Linked DNA regions of Mus musculus: regions 2, 3, 4, 5, 6 and 7 are each linked to region 1. The links are chromatin contacts, called in public promoter capture Hi-C maps. All regions are on one chromosome and are shown on one strand. Each heading gives the region's core, a stretch centred on a gene start, on an enhancer-like site or on the middle of the called end of the contact. The rest is flanking DNA. Distances are from core to core; before and after follow the strand shown.

Region 1 (2,793 bases), core at 221-2,720:
GACCAAGGGACCCCTCTTTGCCAAGGGCTCCCTCATCACCTCTCCCCAGACTGGGACCCTCCCCTGGGCCACACCCCCTTTCATTCCTACACTCAGCCCAACAAAGAGGCAGCTCTTCAGTCGGGCTTCGTGGACTAGGTCTCCCTCAGAGTCCCCAACTCCAACAGCAGAAGGTCCCAGGAGTGCCCCCTCCCCAGTATACAAGCAGAAACTAGAGTAGGGGCTCCCAAGTAATTGCACATTCCGTCAGTCCTTCCAGCCAGGAGCCGACACCCCCTCCGCACAGACCCTGGGATTGGGAGGCAGCTCCCCCTCCCCTTTCCTCTCCCAGTTCCAGGATATTTCTTTGTCTACGGGCGGAGCCCCAGGGGAGGAAGGGTCCCGAGAGTCGTCCCGACTAGGGGTAGCAGGGAACTTTGTGGCACTTGGAATCTGGGCAGGGGGCGGGGCCCCCTTTGTCGGGAAGGGACAGAGCCAGAGGCGCGCAAAGAAGGAAGCGATGAACTTTCCGTGCCGGGGACAGCAAGCCCCCACTCCAACCCTCGCAGTGTCCAGACGCCCGCTTACCTTGCCTGCCCACGATCTCGGCCACGTGCTCGGAGGTGGGCACGGGAACGCACTCCGTGGTGTTGCTGCTGCCCTTCAGTCGCAGCTCGGCCTCTTTGTAGAGCGCGCAGAGCTTGGCGTCGTTCGCCCCTTTGGGGGCGGTGGGGGGCTGGGGCGTCTGCGCCGCGGGGGCCGCGCTCGGGGCGGCCGGGGCCGCCGCGGGCGGCGGCGGCGGGGCCGGCTGCGGGGGGGCGGCCGGCTGCGCGGGGGCGCCGCCCCCCCCACCTCCCCCGTCCTCGCCCGCCGTGGGGGCGGGGGGCTCCCCCAAACCCAGGAGGCAGAGTTGATCAAGAGCCAGCTGAAGGGCGCGCTCGTCTTCCAGCAGCCCTCGGTCCTTAGCGCTTCCCCCGAAACATCCTAGTTCTCCAAAGCCCCCATTTCTTTCCATTATTCCAGATACCACTAGACTAGGCATGGCGAAACAAAAGCTGGGGGAGAGAGGGAGAGAGAGAGGTGGTGGAAGGGAGAAGAGGAGAGAGGAGGGGAGGGGAGAGGAGAGGAGGGGGTGTGTGGGGAGGGGGAACAAAGAGCTGGGGAGGGGGGAAGAAAGCGAGATAGAAAGATAGACCCACCCCTAAGCCCCCCTCCCCAAGCACCCTGTAACCTGACTCCCCTCGCCCCAGCCCCCGGGTGGGGGTGGGGGAAAAGAAGCAAAACCAAGAAAGCAGATCTCCTCTCGCTCCGGGGTGACGGGGTGGGGTGGGGGGCTGCGGGCCCTAGCCCCCACCCCTCCGCCTCGGACCCAGAGTCTCTACCCTCCGCCGAGCAGACGCCCCCTTAGGTTCCCGCACCGAGCCCCAGTCCCGGAGCGTCGCTCAGTGGCCCCCAATAGAGCCCAGCCCCTTCCAGCGCTCAAACTCTTTTGTTTTAAATGAACTGGATGGAGCAGCATGGAACTGACGGGAGGGGGGCGCGCCGGGGGCGCCCGGGGCATGCCGGGAGTTGTAGTTTCCCGCCCTCGGGCGCGGGGAGGAATTCCTCAACCCGGGCAAGAAGGGGATTGCGCCCCTCGGGCTCTGCCCACTGGTCACGGGAAAAGCCTCGGGTGGGTTGGGAGTTGTGGTCCGAGAAATTTTAGGAGCTGGCAGTATGCGGGAAGGGAGCGGGTGTGGAAAGGCGTTTCTCCTCTGCCCGCGGGTCCCGGGCCTCTTTCTTATGGTAATGAGGGCCGGGGCGGAGCGGCCTCGTGGCTGCAGTGCCCTCCCTCCTCCCGCGCGCGATCGCGGAGTCCACGGGCTCGGGCCTCTGGGAGAGAGCTGGTGGAGCAGACAAAGCCCGCGGCCGCTACAGTGGGAGGAGCAGGTCTCTGCGCTGTGTGGGGGCCAGGAAGGGGCGTTCGGTTGGGGGTGGGACCCCCGGTAGAGGATGTGGTTCCCTCTCTTCTCGGAGGTAGCAAGCCCTTCCCCCTCCCCCAGCCCCCCAGTTCCGGGATCTCAGAGGCCACGACTGGGAGGTGAGTTAGTTCGTGCCCCCGTGGTCCGTGCAGTGACCCGGGGAGGATGAGGAGGCGTGGAGGGAGAGGATGGGGGTGGGGGCTGATCCGGGAAGCCAGAAGGGTCCTAGAGGCTTCGTATGGCTTAATTTGGAGCCTTGAACCTTGAGTAACAGGAGTGAGATTGGGGGCCCCTGAGAACCCAGGTTTTTTATTTTTACTTTTTTAGACCTGAGCCTCGAATATAGTGGAGGAAATCTTTTGTCCCTTAGGACGGTCATTTCGCTGTTTCCTTTGCCTCCTTTATAAACCAGTAATTCAGCCCTTTTAACCCTAGAAATATGGCGAAAGAGATCATAAATAAGCTTTTAAGATTTGACTGTTAAGAGGGGAGTTAGAGTGTACTGCATTCTTTTCTCTTTCTTTCTTTTTTACTTCCCCCCTACTCTGTATCTTCTGGTTTTTGTTTTTGTTTTTCTTTCAAGAGAGGGATGGGATCTAAAGGTCTTGTGGTCAGGCTCAAGGAGTCACCTCCCCAAGTTGGATCACAGTAGATGGGTATGCTGGGTGGGTAGGAGTCCCGCCCCTGCCCGAGGGGTTTCCTTTGGGAAATCTGAGCTAGTCTAGAGGAAAAGTTTTGCATGAAGGTAGGGCAGTAGATTGACAATGGGGATGTCAGGAGGCACAGTGAGGCCAAAGGCCAGGAGGGCTGAGCTCAGGCCCGGTCCTTATAAGCTGATTTTTGGAAAGTGCGT
Region 2 (2,750 bases), core at 62-2,561, 760 kb after region 1:
AGCTTGGAACCACAATATCCAAGAATCAGGAATTGTCAGGACACAGCAATCCTGTTCTTGAATAGCCCAGTGCTGTCACCTGCTGTAGTAGAGAACACCCAACGGCCCAGAAACTTTATGGTGAGGGGAAGAAGATGGACATACGTGAGTACATACTCTATGATGACATTTACACGGATATTCTAGAAATATAAACTACAGAAAGCAAATCAAAACTTTCGTGGGGTTTGGGCTAGGGGTGAGGACGGAATCTGCGTCCTTACTGTAGCCTAGAGTAGGTACACTGGGGGAGATGGACTTTAAAACATTAGATTGACTTCTGTTGCAGGGGAGGGAATATGTACCATGCTATGGCACTGTTGTGGGCATAGATGACAAGTTTTGGGATTTGATTCTCACCTTCTACCATGTGGGTCCCTGGGTTCAACCTCAGGTCATCAGGCTTGGTGGCAAGCGCGTTACACCCCCTCGACCCCTCCCTGAGCCATCTCTCCATCCCCAGAGAGGGACATTTTAAACCACACTTTTATTGGGATGAACACATTTGTCTAAGCCAATGAAACAGCATGCTAAGTAGAATAAGCTAGATGTGGAAGGTCGGAGGCCGGAGCTGAGGTACATATAGCCTAACTTCACGATGGCTACCAGGGCCAGGGGATGCAGACTGAGTTTCAGTTTGGGATGAGGAGAAAGCTCTGGAAATTGACAGTAGCAAAGGTTTCGTATATGTGAAATACTTTATGCCACCGAACTGTATACTTAACATTTGTTGAAAGGATGTGTTTTATATTGTGTATGTTTTGCCACGATAAAGTTTTGGAACATTATTCATCAAGCCAAGTGGGCTTATTTTTATTATATGTCAATCACTCTTAAATAAAGGTGTCCCTGCTGTTTAGAATTCAACCTAGGGCCTGCAGCATAAGCCACACTCCCCCAGGCCCAAGTTGTCTTTGTTCTGAGACCTGACTGTGGTAGGTCGCTGAGTTCTTCGGAGCAAGCTGATGAGCAAGATCTGCTTTCTTTATGTAGCAGAATCCTGCTTCAACTCTTGCAAAGGTCCCAAAGATCTGACCGCGCAGGCAGGGTGCCCCTCCCCTGAAGGCCGCCAGGGGGCGCCGCCGGGCAGGAAAGAGGGGCGTCGGGTGGACCGCGACGCCGGGAGCCGGGGCTGTCAGGTTGGGCGGCTCTCCCCGTCCACTTCGCAGACAGGCGTGCGGAGGGCTGACCCCACCCGGCCGGGCTCCAGCCTCCCCGCGCGGACTTCCTGCCTGGGCGCGGGCGGAGGCCCACCCCCTTCCTGCCCGCGCAGCCAGCTCTGTCGGCCAGCAGGACCCGTCGGTACAACACGCCGCTCTGAGCTCCGAGCTCCGAGCCCCGAGGCAGGTGAGTGACCTGCCCTGGGCTCTGGAGCCCGAGACCGCTGGGCTGAAACCTGAAGAGAGGAAAGGAGGAGATGGAGTGGGGACTCCTGTGTGTGTGTGTGTGTGTGTTCCGTCTAAGTGGAAAGAGAAGAGAAAGGAGAAAGGAGAGAGTTAGGGGAAGAGAAGAAAGTGAGATCTAAGTAGAGAAAGCCGCCTAAGTGAAAAGAGAGAGAGAGAGGAGAGAAAGAAGAGAGCGAGCAGAGAGGGAGAGGGAGACCTAACTAAGTAGAAAAAGAAAGCTGCGTAGCTCTGAGGATAAGGAGCTAGGATGGGGACCAGCCTGGGAGAGCTCTCTTCTCGCCCTGAGGAAGGCAGCCTGCAAGTCTCCTGGATTCCAGTGTGCTGTTTGCTAGTGTAGAACCATGGTGGTGGTACCGAAGCCCTGAAAAGCAACCCTAAACCTTGTCTTCCCTCTATCCCCCAATTTCTTCTTTCTGGGAGGACCAACAAAACACAGTTGCCTGCCTGTCTCCTCCTATGTCTCGCGGAGAAAGACCCTGTTTAGTGTTCATAGTGTTGCCCCCTACCCCTGCCCAGGGAAGAGATTGGATTTGCGTGTCCTTTCCCATCTTGTAGGGGAGAGGTCAGCCATAGGCACCTACAGTCTCTGAGGCTTGTTTATTGTTGTTTTTTTGTTTGTTTTTCTTTTTCCTGGATGATGTGGGCCCATAGCCAGGCTGATAGTGTGAGCCCTGGGGCCCGGGAACCCAAGCTCCATCCAGCAAGGCCTCCCTCACTTCGCATCCCTGTTTCCAGCCTCTAGCCACGGACTCGTGACTCCTTGTTTTGGACTTTTAGTAGAGCCTGCTGCCCCAGCTGGGGACGGTGACCCCTGGTCCCCGGAGACTGGAACAGCGTGTGCTGGTTGAAGTTCCCAGGCTCAGCCAGGCCTTAGCTCTAGGCAGGGCCGGATAAGGGGTCAGTTCTCAACCCCTGCCTATGCTAGGCCTAGGGGGTTGGAGGCTGTTCTCCAAACCCAACTCCAGCCCACAGTACAGTGCCCTACCTCTGGCTGTGTGTGCATGGGTGAGATGGGTGTGGGCTGGCCTCCCACCTGCCAGCCTACCCTGCTTGGCTGCTCTTCCAAAACCTGCCCCCTCCCTGGCTTGCCTTTTTCTTCTCAGTGAAGGGTGAAGTGGGAGGGTTGGCTTCTGCTTCTCCACTCCATTCCAACATGCCCTATCAGACAACCCAGAAGAGGAAACCCTCCCCAGGCAGCCTGCTCCACCAGCGAGAAACCCAGAGAAAGATAGTTGCCACAGCCACTGTATGTGGCTTCTCTGAGGAAACTCCAGCTTGGAACAGGATGATGGCTCCTGGTACCTG
Region 3 (2,923 bases), core at 296-2,795, 790 kb before region 1:
CTGTTTGCAAAGTCCCTCACTCCCATCTCAAAGGGCCTCATTTATTTTCTGGCTCCCAAGAAGAGAGAGAAGGTATCTCCCAGGAGTGGAGAGGTATCCCAGGAGGACAGCACCCACTCTTGCCTAGCAGCAGGGAGGCATGGTACCTACTGTGCATGCGGTGCCCTTCCCCCAAGGCAGGCGTGTGGTCAGGGCCTTGTACTGCCAAAGGTAACTGACTGAGGTGCTGCTATCTTTCCTACCTCTTGAAACACAACAAAACAGCAATGTGCCTGCCTCCCTGGGCACAGGTGCTGTGGGTTCTAAGAACCCAGTAAGGCCCGGTTCTGCTTTGTCTTTCAGTCTGGGCTTCTGGGAAAGAGACAAGATAAGGGGTGAATGCCTAGTAGATCTGTATTCTGGATCCCTCACAAAGAGGGTCAATCACATGGGAGAAGAGTGTGTCTGTATACGTCAGTGTCTCTGTCTAGGGGCCTATGTTTACACCAATTTCTACTCTATAGGCACCTTGTGTGCCTAGATTGGACTGTATGTCAAGTGTCCATTGCTCCTGTTTCTGGATATGGACACCTTTATTTTTTTTCTCTCCCATCGCTGTGTGCATGTCATCTTTGTGCCTGTATGTCCCTAAGAAGACAACTGCTGTGGCAAGTGCTGGAATATAAGGTGCCCTCTGTCCTTAGAGAAAGCATCTATGGAAGCAGGAATGAGCGTGCCTAAGGACATCACTGAGGGAATCGGAGGCAGTGAGGGGACCTCTGTGGGCTTTCCAAGAAGACTGCTCCATTCCTGCCTGGCTCCAACTCGCCTTGGCAACTCACCACCACCAAATACCTTTGCCCTGGATTACCATAGAAGGCTTAGGCTTTTTTTTTTTTTTTTGAGACGGGGCGGGGGGTGGGGGTGGGGGGACACGGTCTCGCTGCGTAGCCCTGCCTGGCCTGGTACTTGTTACACAGACCAATGTAGGTGCCCTCGAACTCACAGAGATCTGCCAGGCTCTGCTTCTAGAGTGTCAGGATTAAGGAAGTATAGCTACTGTGCCCAGCCCCCAGAAGGTGACACTCTGGGCTGAGGTGTTCTGGTTTGGCTTCAGGTGAGGGCCTTCAGGCAGCCAGCTGTTAGCTCTTGGTACCACCTGAAGGCTTCCCCATCTTGTGTCCATTTAACTCCTTGCACACATGGAAAGGGGTGGAGGAAGTAGAGGTCCGATATGGGTCTACTCTTGCTTATTCCAGACGTAGATCTTCGCTCAACGCCCCCACACTCTATGGAGAAAGGTGTGGACCTACACCAGATGTATGTCCAGGTCTTGGCTTCCAAATCCTTCTGTGAACTCCAAGCTTGGGGGACCTAAAGACGCAAACCTCTGCAGCAAATCACCTAGGAGAGAGGAGAGGCGCGTTGTTCCTAAAGGGGCTACACAGTATGGGTCGCCCACGCGCGGCGCGCTCTGGGCTCAAGTGGGGCGGAGCCCCGCGTGAGCGCGCCAGGGGCGGGGCTTCGGGGGCGCGCCCAGAAGGGCGGAGGGAAGGATTGTGGGCGTGACTAAGATTGGGGGCTGGCAGCGGCGGCAGCAGGGAGCTGGGAAGCTGAGAAGCCGGGAGTGCGGGGCTCAGTCGGGGGGCGGCGGCGGCGGCGGCTCCGGGGATGGCGGCGGCTCCGCTGCTGCTGCTGCTGCTGCTCGTGCCCGTGCCGCTGCTGCCGCTGCTGGCCCAGGGGCCTGGGGGCGCACTGGGAAACCGGCATGCGGTATACTGGAACAGCTCCAATCAGCAGTGAGTCGGGGACCCGGAGAACCCGTGCGTCCCGCGTCAGTGATGGGGGAGCTGGTGGGCCCGAGAAGTCCTAGGGGAACCTGGCAGCAGTCCTGGGAGACAGGCTTGGTACCGAGAGGCGAGGGAGAGGGGACGCACTATGTGGGCGTCTGTGAAACTCGGGGGTGTCTGAGAGAAGCTGTTGGGGCATAGTAAAGAGCGCTCTGGCCGTGCGGAGGAGGCTGTTGGGGGTCCCTAACCCCATCTTGGTTTCTCTCCACACTCGCCAATGGAATAGTGTTCTCTGTCCCGTAGTCTCCCCCACCATCCACGCTCCTTTTGGCTAGGTTGAAGTCTGTGAGTACCGGTGTGCTAGGGATAGGCCGCTGCGTTTGGGAGCTGAAGGATGACCTGTTTTCAGCCTGTAATGTTGATGGGGTTCTGCTTAAGACTCTTGGTTTTAAAAGTGGGGTTCGGCATTAAGGCAGGAACTCCGATTCTCCACCTCCTCAGGACGAAGGGTAAGGGGTTGCTCTGGTTGTGTGAATAAGCCCTGCTGGGGTGAGCCGGGCCAGGGTCGCGAAGTTGGGGGGCCCTAGGAACGCAGGGTACTGGTGAGAAGGAAGAAGGCAGAGATGTCGGCATGTCACACACACACACACACACACACACGCACACACACACACACACACACGCACTGAAGCTAGGGACGGCGTATGGCACTGAGTGTGAACGGGCGTGCGCGGCTGTCAGTGTGCGTGTGTCTGTGTGTGATTTGTGTGTCTGCGTCGGCGACCGTCTAGGGGTGGGAGCGGGCGGCGGATCGGGGAGGGGGCTGCGGTCGGTGTCCGCGTGGCCAGTCTTGTCTGGGCTGGGGTGGCTCTTGGCGCCGCCGCGGTCTGGGCGGGTGTCAGGGCGGCCGTGTGGTTTCCTCCGGTGTGTGGCGCGGCGGCTCGGTGCCGGCTGCCGGACCGGGCCATCATTCTGCACAGTCCTTGCTGCCCTTGTCTTCTCCCTGCCGAGCTGTCGTGTGTATCACTCTGGCCACCTCAGTGTATTGGTAGGGGGATCCCTGGGGACACGGGGATCACTGTCACACCTGCCCGGGCGGTGGCGGCAGCTTTGCTTCTGACTCTCCGCCCTGGGGGCCGACTAGGGAACAAATG
Region 4 (2,838 bases), core at 164-2,663, 890 kb before region 1:
TGGGGCCAGGATGAATGCCAAACTAGAATATCTGGATAGGGGGAGGGGTCTTGTAAAAACAGCGGAAAGGACGAGAACCTCTACTCCTGTCTCCAAAACAGTTTTTCTTTTGACAGCAGGAAAACTTTGACTCCCGTTAGGCTCACACAAACCAATGCTTAGTCCAATCCAGGCATGGGAAGGTGCCATCTATGGCTGTCTTTGGGATGGGGTCTCAAAGGAGTCAAGAGTCTCCTTTCCTTCATCCACTCTCCAGCTGTAAACGAAATTCAGTCCCTTCGACTTAATTCACTCTCGAAGGTTACGGGGGTGGGCGAAGAGGGGAGAGGGGCGACGCTGCTAATAAGCTCACTCCTTACAACCACAAATTTCAACCCCCCACCTTATGGAGCACCAGAGCTCAGGAGAATTAAGCCCAAAGCTTAAAACAAGGAGAGGGATATAGAAGCGGATGAAACGTCAGGCATTTAAGACCTGGGTTTTGCGGCACTGACCCAAGCCCAAGAGGAAGGAGAATCCTGAGGGGACAAGGTCCCTAAACAGGGAGTACGGCACATTCCCAGGATCGGACGTGGACAGTGGAAGGGGCGGGTCCCAAAGGGGCGGGGTCCCAAAGAGGCGTCACTTCTACAAAGTCACATCGGTCTTTCAAAAGCACGGTTTTCCCTCTTTTGGAAGCCAGGCAATGGATAGACTGGGTTCAACCGAGAATCCTGAAGAGGCAGACTCAGAGAGAGAACAAGGAAGACTAATCATATGGTGCTGGGAAACACGTCTGGGGGTGCGATTCCCAGGAAAGTAAGACCACAGGGTGTGGTCGCGATCATAAGAGACAAGTCGGGGTTCAGGGAGCCCCTTGAAGTAGGAAGGTGGGACTTCCGGAGAGGGGTCTCGGGGGCGGGACTTATACAGCAAGACCGGAAGTAGGGTCCTGGGAGAGGGGTTCCGGGGTGGAAGAGGAGTTGGTCGCCACAGAAAGAAAGTCTAGACTTACCAGGGTCTCATGGAGTCTCCGCACCGCACCGCGGGCCGATCTGGTTCCGGATCACGCAACTGTCTGCTTAAGTCACCGCCCCAACTTTCACCCCAGCCTGGGCCTCCCCAGACAAACTTTATTACACTCACTTCCGGCCTCACTAACCCCTGACCCCCTACCTCGCTGTCCCTCCTTTACCCGTCTGCTTTCCAAAGTTGGCCAATGGCTGCGCCAGCAGGCTCAAGGGGCGCAGTGAGAGCCAATGAGAATCCTAGTTTGACCCAGCTCATTCTTCAGAAACCTGAGCACAGCACTCCATTTACGACTTGAAGAGACGCCAAAGCAAGCCAATCGAGGACTTCAAAATGGAGCTGTCCCGCCTTCGGCCGCAGAGACCAATAGGAAGTGCGGGCGGTGTGTTTGAAAGCGAGGCCAAAGAGGGTGGGAGCGCGTGCTGCTGGGAGTTGTCTGGAGGCCTGCGGCGCGGGGCTGAGCGCCCTCGGACAGAGCAATCATGTCCCACAAACAAATCTACTATTCGGACAAATACGACGACGAGGAGTTCGAATACCGGTTAGTGCCGGCGCGGGGACTACAGACAAAAGAGAGCACGCGAGGAGTTAGTTACCTAGGCCGGAGTGGGAGGCGGGGGATGGGGGCGGGGGACAGTGTAGAACGGGCGCGTGCGCAAGGAATTACCGGGGAGTGGGGTGGGGGTGGGATTGGGTACAGCAGCAAAGCACATGCGCAAAAGGTGGACGGAGGATGTAAAACAATGAAAGGGAACTTAGAGTTGGCCGGCTGTTAAATTGAAGCGTCTTGTAGCTCTGATCAGTTTTACCTCTGGGAATTCACATCACTAAAGCAACTTTGTTGTGGCGATTTCCCTAATAGGAACTGCTCGCGTTACTGAAATCTCAAAGTCTGCTGGGAGAAAGAAGGTAGCCCGTGCAGAACTGAAAGTTTCATGCTCTTGATGAAAGGACGGTTCTAAGAGAGCCTCAGTGTTGGTGGTTTTTAGTTTATAAAAAAGATGAGTAGTTGTCAGCCTTGTTTTAGATAGGCTTTTACAGGACTTGGAGTGGCATGAAGACTGTGGCCGTGGGTAGATACCTTTCAAATACTTGATCATTCATGGCGCGCATAGAGGTTTCAAGTGTTTTCTGTTAAGGTGCAAGATAAGCTGGTACGGTAGCTCACATCTTTAATCTCAGCATTCTGGAAGCTGAGGCTGCAGGATTGTCATAGGGTCCAGCCCAGATCACACTACAGATGGAACCTTGTCTCAAGTGTAAAGTACTCAGCTGTTTTCCACGTCTGTAACAATGTTACACTTACAGCATTTGCATGGCTGGAGAAATGAGTGGCTTCATCTCTGGGAAGCTGTAACTCCAGCTTAGCCTTGGCATTTTTGTTTAAAGGAGGGGTTTGTTTGGGTTTCTTTTTTTTTTTTCTTTTTTTTCTTTTTTTTCTTTTTTTTTTTTTTTTTTTGGTTCTGTGTATCGAAGTCACAGTTAGAATGGAAGCTCTTTTCTGACATTTGGACAACAATGGGGTGGGGCTCTTGTTATTATCACAAAGGAAGAAGCATTTAGTACATCTTCACTGAGCATGATAAAGTAAATCTACTTGGGGTAGCCTGAGTCAAGTCAGGTAATTTTTTGCCATAAACTTATGTTTGGGAAAGCTTGGGATTTTCCAAGTATCATAGCACATCCCTTAGAAGTATGAACATTTGCATGTTTGTCTTCATACCTGTTCCGTAAAAGGCCTTTCCACACAGTCCTAGAGTAGGTAACCAGCTAGAGGCCTGTGAGGCCTGTGATCAAAGGAGAAACAAATATCGTCAGTATCTCATACCC
Region 5 (2,869 bases), core at 338-2,837, 740 kb before region 1:
AGACGTCCTTCCCCAAGGAAGCCATAATGTGCAGATGAACTGACCGAAGGAAAAGCTTGAGACAGCTTCCTGCGGGGGAGCCAGGTACAGAAGAGGCAGCTTGGGCTGACCCAGCATCTCTGCAAGATTTCCACCTGCTGGGCTGCCAGAGAGGTTTGTAGCCCGGCCCTGACTGCATCCTCCCCATCCCTGGGGCAACATTCCCTGGAGCTGTGCCAACAGGAGGACTGAAGCAGCCTGGTTTTAGAGTGTAGCTGTAAGGGCAGTGCCCGTGTGTACAGTCTGTGGAGTTTAGCTTAACGGGCAGGGCCCACATGTACAGTGTCTGTATATAAATGTGCTGTATCTGTTCATTTCTATGACTGCAGGGTTTTTTTATACAGTGTTTTTGGATTCATAATAAATTGATGGTTTTTTATGGACATGCTTTTCTGCCCCACCATGTTGATTTGTGACCAGTGTCCCCATTGTGTGTTAGGCTCTGTGCTAAACAGAAGCAATGGGGGGGGGGTGTGGGGGGGGGCAGGTATAATGCAGAGCTCCTTTTGCGGCTGAGGTGGGAAGGTTAAAAACTTGAGACTGCATGAGTAACTCAGACCTTGCCTCAAACTCAAAAATAAAAGGCTGGAAATGTACCCCAAGAAGTAGAGGGTTACCTAACGTGTGTCAGCCCTGAGTTCAGTCCTCAGGAGCACAAAACATAAGTAGCCAGGCATGGTGGCTCCTGCCTGTGACCCCAGCACTCAGAAGGTTGAAGCAATGTTGCCAAAATTCCAATGCCAGCCTGGGCTACAGTGTGAGACTTTGTCTCACCAAAACAAAACAAAAAAAGTAAATAAAAGACAAAATAAATAAATGGCTAGGATCAGTCTTACCAGGCTAAAGGAGTTTACTCCTGAGGGTTCTGCACAACTCCCTGCAAGAGTGGGCTATAGATTCCTCTCCGCACCCACTCTTTGTTCTTCCTGTCCAACTTCACCAGCCTCGAGCGCTGGGCTTTGGCACACCATGCAGGTACTCATGCTGTCTGGGTGAGTCAGGGAGCTGGATGCCAGCTGAAGCATGTGCGCTGCCCCACCAGCAGAGCCGCCTGGGAGGCTGGGAGGGAAAGTTCCCAGCAGCAAGTATGTTGGAACAGGGGGCCAGGGGTAGGCTTGTCCTTGGATAGGGCAGGTCGTGTAAGAGAGGACATCTGAAAGAGGATGGCAATTCCTGCTTTTGGGGGACAGACTGGAAAGAGGTTTCAATAACCTCCAGGAAAACCCTCCCAAAGCTGGGTAACCAAGGTTCTGATATGAATTGGGGGCGCGTTGAAGACCTGTGAGACTAAATTTGAGGTTTGTGGTCCAGCACACAAAAGCATACAAGAACCCAGAAGTTGAGGCTAGTGGTCTCGATGATGCAAGGGGTGCGCAGTGTGAGGAGGGGTCGGATCGGGGACAAATGCAGGGGCACTACTAAAACCACTAAACGCAATCTGAACAGCACGATCAGGACCCAGGCCCGCACATTACAGCAAACCACCCGGCCAGCACGCGGCGCTGGTTTGGCTGGGTCCCCAGTTCCGGTGAAGTTCGGGCGAGGGCGGGTTCCGGCGCGGTTCCACGGGGAAGGGCGGAGCTTCGCCTTCCGCAGCTCCGGGTCTGAGCTACTGGAACTCCGCGCTGGGCTAGGGAACCGGCTCCGGTGGGATGGAGGCGGGCGGCGTGGCAGACTCTTTCCTTTCTAGTGCCTGCGTGCTCTTCACCCTGGGCATGTTCTCCACTGGCCTGTGAGAGTGTGGATGGACTGGGCTGGGGCAGGAAGTCAAGAAATGAAAGCGGGCAAGAGACGTGGCTGCAATATCTTGCTGCTTTTGGAACCCAGAATAATAGTGGAATAGGATTGGATGATTTGAGGTCCAAGGCGAGGCTGCCTCTTGGCCTGAGGGGGGAGATCTGCTTGTCGTTCAGGATGATTGGTAAACACCGAGAAATCTTTTACCCACTCCTAACAATTTCCTTTGGATCCCTTCCAGCTCGGACCTCAGGCATATGCAGAGGACACGGAGCGTGGACAACATCCAGTTCCTGCCTTTTCTCACCACGGATGTCAAGTGAGAGTGTTGTTGGCTGTGATGGGAAAGGCTGAGGGAGGTGCAAGAGATCCCTGGAGACCTGCTGCAACCCCAGCAGCCCCTTGGACCTTAATCCTCCTTCCCTCACAGCAACCTGAGCTGGCTGAGTTACGGAGTCTTGAAGGGAGATGGGACCCTTATCATCGTCAATAGCGTGGGGGCCGTGCTTCAGACTCTTTATATCCTGGCATATCTGCACTACAGTCCTCAGAAGGTAGAGGCCCTCCCTTGCACTCACCTCCACCCCACACCTGGCCATGTTGGCAGAGCATATAGTTCTATTTCCTGGAAGATTAGTGGGATGGCATTAATTCCCTTTCCTAGAAGGCCCTTCTGGTTCTCCTGCCCATGAAGTCAACCCTTTAAAATGCACACAGAGCCACCCACCCTCCCCTTGTTCGAAATGCTGGTGGCTTACCCAACCCCGTGGTGTCAAGATATCCTGTGCTCCCCCAACAGGCTGGGGGAAGAGGGCTATACTGTCTGATAGTTCCTTTAGGGTTAGGACCAGGGCCAATGGCTAAGAATGGCCATTCGCTCTGCTTCCCCACTCAGTCACACTAACATTTATTGGTCTCTTATTGTACATGTATGTGAAGCTCACATGAAAAGGGGAGGGATCTAAAAATGGCTCTCCCCTTCCCTGGGGATCTCCAGTGTTGTGTGGCTGAGATTTCTCTCAAATAACTGAGTGGTGAGAGGCTGACGTGAAGGCCGGGATAAAAGTTGATTTCCCCATTAGAGCATGGCAGA
Region 6 (2,879 bases), core at 226-2,725, 820 kb before region 1:
CCAAGGTCAAAGGGCAAGCTAAGGGAAATGCAAAGTGTGGCAGGAGCCAAGGAGGCAGAGCAAGGCTGGGAAGAAACAGACCTCTGAGCGCTCGAAGGGCAAGCCCAGCTCTGCTCTTAAGAATTCCTGGCAACTGTATGAAGAGGGTATTCGGAAAGTGAGACTGTGGAATGGCCACAAAGCTTGGGACTTGGTTCCTGCCAGGTTTGACTCAGATCTGACTTAGGAAAGTTACACCATCTTTCTGAGATTTTTTTTGGGGGGGGGTTGAGTTTTTTGTTTGTTTGTTTGTTTTTCGAGACAGGGTTTCTCTGTGTAGCCCTGGCTGTCCTGGAACTCACTCTGTAGACCAGGCTGGCCTCAAACTCAGAAATCCACCTGCCTCTGCCTCCCAAGTACTGGGATTAAAGGTGTGCACCACCACCACCCGGAGAGATTTTTTAAAAAAGACTTAATTAAAATTTGCACTTATTTAATGTGTATGGGTGTTTTGCCTATGCATATGTCTGTGTCCTCATGGGTGGCTGGTGTCCAGGGAGGCCAGAAGATCATCCAGTTCCCTGGAACTCAAGTGACAGGCAGTTGTTAGCTATGTGGGTGCTGGGATTCAAACCTGGGTCCTCTGGAAGAGCAGTCAGGGTTCTTAACCACGGAACCATCTCTCCAGCCCAGTAAGGTGTAAATTGTGCCCTCCTCCCTTCTAAGCCTAAGTACCAAATTAAGCCGCTCCACAGGTGTACAGAATTGTTGTGGGTCATCCTTGGGAGTAAGTTTGGGCACGCCAGGCTCCGCAGCCCATCATGGAGAAGAAGACTCTTTCGATTTATCTCAATATCGCCCTCGAGGGCTCTTCTTGTCTACCCCAGCTTCCTCCAATATAGCATTGTCAGGCCTTGGGACTTCATACATTAAGAGCTGCCCAGTGCCCCTGACAACCCTTTCTGCTCAGCCCACTTGGCATTAACCAATCCACCTCATCTTCCAACAGCCCCACTACCTGGTGGAGGCTCTGTATCGCCGGTGCCCTCTCCTGCACCGCTTCATGCGTCAGCGCTGTGTGGTGTGCCAGGCAATGGAGACGCCGGATTCCTACGTGTGCCCCACACCAGACTGCAAGGCCCTGTACTGCCGGTCGTGCTGGGACGACATGCAACGGCTCTGCCCGGTGTGCACGCCCCGCGAAGAGCTCTCGTCATCCGCCCACAGCGACAGCAACGACGACGCTGTGTATGGCGATTGAAGGGATGCTGCCCGCCTTCTTGCTTAATAAAGTGTGATGCACGCTCCTGCGGCTGGTGCTTCGCAGGCATCCGGGATTGGGTGAGCCGGAAGAACTGGCCCGCACAATCTCCACGAAGCCGGGCTACAGACGGGAGGCAGGATGGAGGGAAGGCGCGAGTCTTGTGGTGTCCAAACCCATCCCGGTAGCTGCCGGAAAGAGGCTGCGCTGAGCGGCAGGGGCGGAGCCTCAGACGGGGCGGGGCGGAGCCTCAGACGGGGCGGGGCGGGGCCTAGTTGCTGCGCTGCACCGAGCTGGTGTCCGGCGGGGCCGTGGCTGCTCCTCCACGCGTAGCCCCGCACCTGCTGCCCCAGTCCAGCCCGGAGCTCCGCGGCCATGCGGCTGGCGCTGCTCTGGGCTCTGGGACTCCTGGGCGCGGGCAGCCCTCGGCCCTCCCCGCCGCTGCCAAATATAGGTGAGTTCCCAGGACAGTGGGTCGAGGGGATGATTTGGAAAGAGGTACAAGGAAACCCGGAGGCAATGGGGTGTTGGGGTCTGCCGGAGCCTAACCAGAGGGCAGCCTGCGTGATCTGCGGACCAAAGCCTAGGGCCAGGTAATTTGGAGAACGAAAGGAAGAGGAGGATGGGGAGGAGGAGGAGGAGGAAGAGGAGGAGGGAGGATGGCGTCCTCTGTCCTGAAGTCCCGAGTTATCCCTGCAGACACTTTTGAGTCTCAGGCACTGAAGAGCGTGCGCGGGGGGTGGGGGTGGGGCGCTCAGATCATGGAAAGAGTCACTCCTTAGGACTGACGTCTTCGTCTCTCTAGTGCCTAGCTGACAGTTCTACTCAATGAAGTGCCCGGACTAGCTAGTGGGGTTTTAGTGAAAAGGATTATTTTCAGCCGTTCATTCCAGACCTGGGCGGCCAGCACCGCTCACTCGGGTGCGGTTGCCACCAGAAGCCTGGCGGAGCGGGAGGGGCCCGGAGGAGCCAGGGGAGGGAGCTTTCGCCAGGAAAGAGACTGGGACACCAACTCCTCCTTGGAACTTTCACTTCCCGCTGCTGTCTTGGGCTGGGGGCCGAGAGGGTAGGCGGGGGTGGAGTGTCCGGAGAGGAGAGGGCCATTGTTGGGGGGTGCTGGCGGAGGAAGCGGAGGCTGTTGGGAACGGGTGCGCCTGACTGGGCATCAAGGCTGTTTAGGGAGGTCAGAGTGTTTGCACTGCTCACCCAAAGATGGGTGTTCCCGGCAGGCATCTCTACTGTGAGGGAAAAGGAAGGGCAAGTGGGCACTAGGCCACAGACTTCTCTTAGACCTAAGAAAGGGCATTCCTGATTGGGTGGGGAGTGTGATTGGGAAGGGATGGGAACAAGGGAGGGCCCCCGTGAAAATCTTGGGATTGGCCAAAGGGAAGGCAAGGAGGAGCTGCAAGCTGGATACTCTGAACTTTGGGGACTTATGGGTGAAATCCGTAAGTTGGGGAAAAAAAAACCCCTCCTTCCCATATCCTCCTTTAAATCCTGGCACACACTGCAGGACCGCTTAAGTCACTGATATAGCCTTCTGTGCTGAGGGTCGGTGGGTCTGAGGACACTAGTGATTCCAGCCTTGCTAGGGATTTCCTCAGCAATCTCTTAGGATGTTCTGGGACCCTGCAGGAGG
Region 7 (3,067 bases), core at 125-2,624, 930 kb before region 1:
CAGTGCTGCTCTTCTTACAGACCAAGGCTCTATTCCCAGCACCCACATGAAGGCTCACAACCATCTGTAACTCCAGTTCTGGGGATCACCTGCCCTCTTCTGGCTTCCAAGAACACTCGCACACACCAAGGCACAAACCCACACCCATCACATAAACACATCTTTGAAAATAAATATCTAGAAAGGAAGGACAGAATGAGTGAATGGTGTTTCCAGGCAGGGCAGAGTGAGTGAACGGTGTCTCCAGGCAGGCCAAGCTGAATTTAAATCCTGAGTTTGCTACTTTATAACCCTAGCAAATTTAAAAATTTTAATACTAAAAATTCACCATGTTGTCCACTCTGGCCTTGAACTCCTACATGTATGAGCTCTCCCTGCTGCTGGACCACACACACACACACACACACACACAGAGACACACACACACAGAGACACACACACAGACACACACACACACAGACACACACACACAGAGACACACACACACACACCAGGTTTTAGCTCCTAAGGGCCCCTGCTTCTGCATCTGTGACATGGGATTGCTAATACCACTATTTGGTAAAGAAGCTAAATAGGTTAAATGAGATGATATAGACGCACAACACCTGGCATAGAATATTCCATAAATTCCTGCCATTGCAGGGTGTTCTGGGCAGATTCTCTTTGCAGCAGACACACTCAGGACGTGGTCTTGAAAAAAAACCTTTACAGTCTTGTTAGTCTCCTTATCTAGGCCAGTTACCTCAGACCACAATCATCAAACAGGAATGGCACGTTGAAGGTGCCAGCATAGTAATAGTAGTAATTCATGTTTCTTGAAGGCAGAGCTACATCTTCATAGATCTGCAGTGGCAGTCCCCTAGTTCTTTGAGGGAGATTTGTGCAGGCTGCTGTTTTACTGACCGTGAGGGTCTGCCTTCCCCTGCCCTGTCATCCTGTCCCTCCTTGCCCTCCACGAGCTCCCTCCATAAAGCCCTCCATCACTTGCGGTAGCGCCCTTCCTCGGTTTCCCTGCACCCGCGGACACCTGCTCTTCAGCCTCTCGGTCACGAAGTCCTTCCCGGATTTTCTCTTCCCGCTAAACAGCAGCACCAGACGCGGGGAGGCTCCGAGCGGGGCCATGGTGCCACCAAGCTTCACCAGGCCTAAAGCTGACACTTCGGACCCCTGAAATGCAGCCAAGCACGAAGTGGACCCGCTCAGTAGAAGCAAAAAGGAGGAGGGATCCCACTCCTTCTCCACACTACACAGCCCACATCGAAACCAGCGCGCAGAGAATGGGCGTAGAAACTGGAAGGGAAAGAGCCTTGCAGCCTAGTATCTAAGTACCTTTCCCGCCCCCCCCCGCCCTCCCCCCCCTGCGCAGCACGCACTTAGAACAGTCCACGCCCGCCCAGATGTGACGTCATGGCCCCGCCTTCTCGGCTGACAAGGTGAGCCGAGAGTGACGCTGGAAAGACTAGCCTCAAGTTCCCTTCTACACAACCGGCCAAACATAAAGATAAAGAAAAATAGTAATGTTGAAGGCATTTTCAAATCTGCCTTTTAATTTGTACGTTATAACTCATGCTCTAAAGCAAATATGTGTTTGCCCCGCACTAAAAATAGCTCTTTCCAAAGAAGTAACCAGACAATGACATGATAGGGTGTGTTTCTTGACGTCATAGCGAGGGAGGGGTTTAATGAACAGTATGCTATTTCACTGTTGAAAAGGTTTTGTAACTGCTGAAGCCTCCAGCTGGAACTAAGTGATCTTTTCTTTAGCCGCATACTCCTCTCCAAAGCTTTTCAGAATCTCGAAAAAGAACATTGGTGACATTAGTAACTTAGGTTAAGGAGTTTTGACGCCACTCTGAACAAGATTACCCAATTTCCTCCGGAGACCAACATCCAGCCAGAAGTTGAGAGGCAAAACTAAGAGTGTTCTGACACCTACTTACTGTTATCTGTAGATATAAATTGCTGTCCTACATTTTTCTAAGCTTATCAAAATAAAGCCTGCAGCCTATGACTGCCTCCAGTGTATAAGACTGCAAAGTCTTGTGAAAACCAAAGTGAAACGTAAAGAAACTCTTAGGAAAATCATTTCTTTGCGTATTCGAAAGAGGCTTCGGCGAAGAGATGACTCCGCAGCTAAGAGCACTGGCTGCCCTTGCTGAACACCCACCTAGCCGCTCATAACCAGCTGGAACTGCAGTTCCAGAGGACCTAAAGCCCTCCCTTAGCCTCTGTGGGAACTGCATGCACGAGGTACACAGACATACGGGCAAAACACATAAATCATTTTAAAATAAAGAACAGGAGTGGTCAGGTACAGAAAGAGTGGACCGGGGAGGATCGCCAGAACTGAGGATGTCTGTCTGTTGATAGAGCCTCTGCCTAAGCCTAGGTTTGAGGGCCAGCACTGAATAAACTAGGTTTAGTGGCAAGTGCCAGCCAGCACTGGAAATGGAAGCAGACAAATTCCAGGCCAGCCTGGGCCATAAAATAAAATAAAATAAAATAAAATAAAATAAAGAGAAGGAAGTGAGAGGCTTGGTAAACAGAGGAAAGCAGAACTGTACAACAAAATACTTTGTAAACTTTAAAGTATCCACTCACAGCAGACTGTTTGTTTTAAGCACTGTGATTTCACAGTTTGTAAGTCAGCACATTGTCCCACCTCTGTGCAATAAATATTTCTCTGGGTCCCACCGAAAGCTGGCTCTCACCAGGCCAACGAAGCCTATATAGGGTGAAGTCACTTGTGGCCTCCTGCTCACTAAGCCCTCACTCAAAAGAAATCAGAACTTCCACCCAGAATTCTGAACCTGCCTGACATAACTCACCCCTTCCTTCAGCCCCACCCTGGAATCAAATTTCCCTGGAATTCTAGTCCCAATCACAAAACTTCCGAATGTATTTGCCTAAGCCAGGCAATGGTGGCACACATTCTTGATCTCAGCACTCAGGAGTCAGAGGCAGGAAGATCTCTGAGTTCGAAGCCACAGGGTGATTCATAGCCATCTGTAACTCCAGTTCCAGGGAATCTTGACAGCCTCTTCTGGCCTCCATAGGCACTGCGTGT

What was found. Promoter capture Hi-C pulls out the DNA fragments that hold promoters and counts their contacts.
Region 2: a promoter capture Hi-C map of pre-B cells shows a contact between it and region 1, with 2.4 times the contacts expected there. The contact joins the promoter of Pear1 here to the promoter of Mex3a in region 1. A contact is called at or near these places in 3 of 39 promoter capture datasets (liver and pre-B cells) and 1 of 115 datasets of contacts at active chromatin or transcription factors (pancreatic cancer cells).
Region 3: a promoter capture Hi-C map of liver shows a contact between it and region 1, with 2.2 times the contacts expected there. The contact joins the promoter of Efna3 here to the promoter of Mex3a in region 1. A contact is called at or near these places in 5 of 39 promoter capture datasets (cranial neural crest, embryonic stem cells, hippocampal neurons and 2 more) and 1 of 115 datasets of contacts at active chromatin or transcription factors (pancreatic cancer cells).
Region 4: a promoter capture Hi-C map of cranial neural crest shows a contact between it and region 1. The contact joins the promoter of Cks1b here to the promoter of Mex3a in region 1. A contact is called at or near these places in 3 of 39 promoter capture datasets (cranial neural crest, hippocampal neurons and liver) and 1 of 115 datasets of contacts at active chromatin or transcription factors (pancreatic cancer cells).
Region 5: a promoter capture Hi-C map of liver shows a contact between it and region 1, with 3 times the contacts expected there. The contact joins the promoter of Slc50a1 here to the promoter of Mex3a in region 1. A contact is called at or near these places in 7 of 39 promoter capture datasets (the C10 cell line, cranial neural crest, frontonasal cranial neural crest and 3 more) and 3 of 115 datasets of contacts at active chromatin or transcription factors (craniofacial prominence, kidney and pancreatic cancer cells).
Region 6: a promoter capture Hi-C map of liver shows a contact between it and region 1, with 2.2 times the contacts expected there. The contact joins the promoter of Adam15 here to the promoter of Mex3a in region 1. A contact is called at or near these places in 1 of 39 promoter capture datasets (liver) and 2 of 115 datasets of contacts at active chromatin or transcription factors (embryonic midbrain and pancreatic cancer cells).
Region 7: a contact with region 1 is called in a promoter capture Hi-C map of hippocampal neurons, with 2.0 times the contacts expected there. The contact joins the promoter of Pmvk here to the promoter of Mex3a in region 1. A contact is called at or near these places in 4 of 39 promoter capture datasets (cranial neural crest, hippocampal neurons, liver and 1 more).

The regions. Positions count from the first base shown.
Region 1 is chr3:88,530,623-88,533,415 of GRCm38.p6, reverse strand. It overlaps Mex3a (mex3 RNA binding family member A), which reads right to left and starts at 1,470. Exons shown (of 2, transcript NM_001029890.3): 1 at 568-1,470. The coding sequence starts at 1,021. It overlaps Gm38618 (a long non-coding RNA gene), which reads left to right and starts at 1,536. Exons shown (of 2, transcript XR_867447.3): 1 at 1,536-2,059.
Region 2 is chr3:87,767,514-87,770,263 of GRCm38.p6, reverse strand. It overlaps Pear1 (platelet endothelial aggregation receptor 1), which reads left to right and starts at 1,311. Exons shown (of 25, transcript NM_152799.2): 1 at 1,311-1,386.
Region 3 is chr3:89,321,561-89,324,483 of GRCm38.p6, reverse strand. It overlaps Efna3 (ephrin A3), which reads left to right and starts at 1,545. Exons shown (of 5, transcript NM_010108.2): 1 at 1,545-1,778. The coding sequence starts at 1,651.
Region 4 is chr3:89,416,866-89,419,703 of GRCm38.p6, reverse strand. Cks1b (CDC28 protein kinase 1b) reads left to right here and starts at 1,413. Exons shown (of 3, transcript NM_016904.1): 1 at 1,413-1,549. The coding sequence starts at 1,491. It also overlaps a transcript of Shc1 not described here.
Region 5 is chr3:89,269,288-89,272,156 of GRCm38.p6, reverse strand. Slc50a1 (solute carrier family 50 (sugar transporter), member 1) reads left to right here and starts at 1,587. Exons shown (of 6, transcript NM_009057.3): 1 at 1,587-1,771; 2 at 2,018-2,095; 3 at 2,207-2,330. The coding sequence starts at 1,692. Efna1 (ephrin A1) reads left to right here. Exons shown (of 5, transcript NM_010107.4): 5 at 1-427.
Region 6 is chr3:89,348,624-89,351,502 of GRCm38.p6, reverse strand. It overlaps Adam15 (a disintegrin and metallopeptidase domain 15 (metargidin)), which reads left to right and starts at 1,475. Exons shown (of 23, transcript NM_001037722.3): 1 at 1,475-1,694; 2 at 2,876-2,879. The coding sequence starts at 1,616. Dcst1 (DC-STAMP domain containing 1) reads left to right here. Exons shown (of 16, transcript NM_029974.2): 16 at 989-1,284. The coding sequence ends at 1,240. It also overlaps a transcript of Dcst2 not described here.
Region 7 is chr3:89,457,425-89,460,491 of GRCm38.p6, reverse strand. It overlaps Pmvk (phosphomevalonate kinase), which reads right to left and starts at 1,374. Exons shown (of 5, transcript NM_026784.3): 1 at 1,028-1,374. The coding sequence starts at 1,122.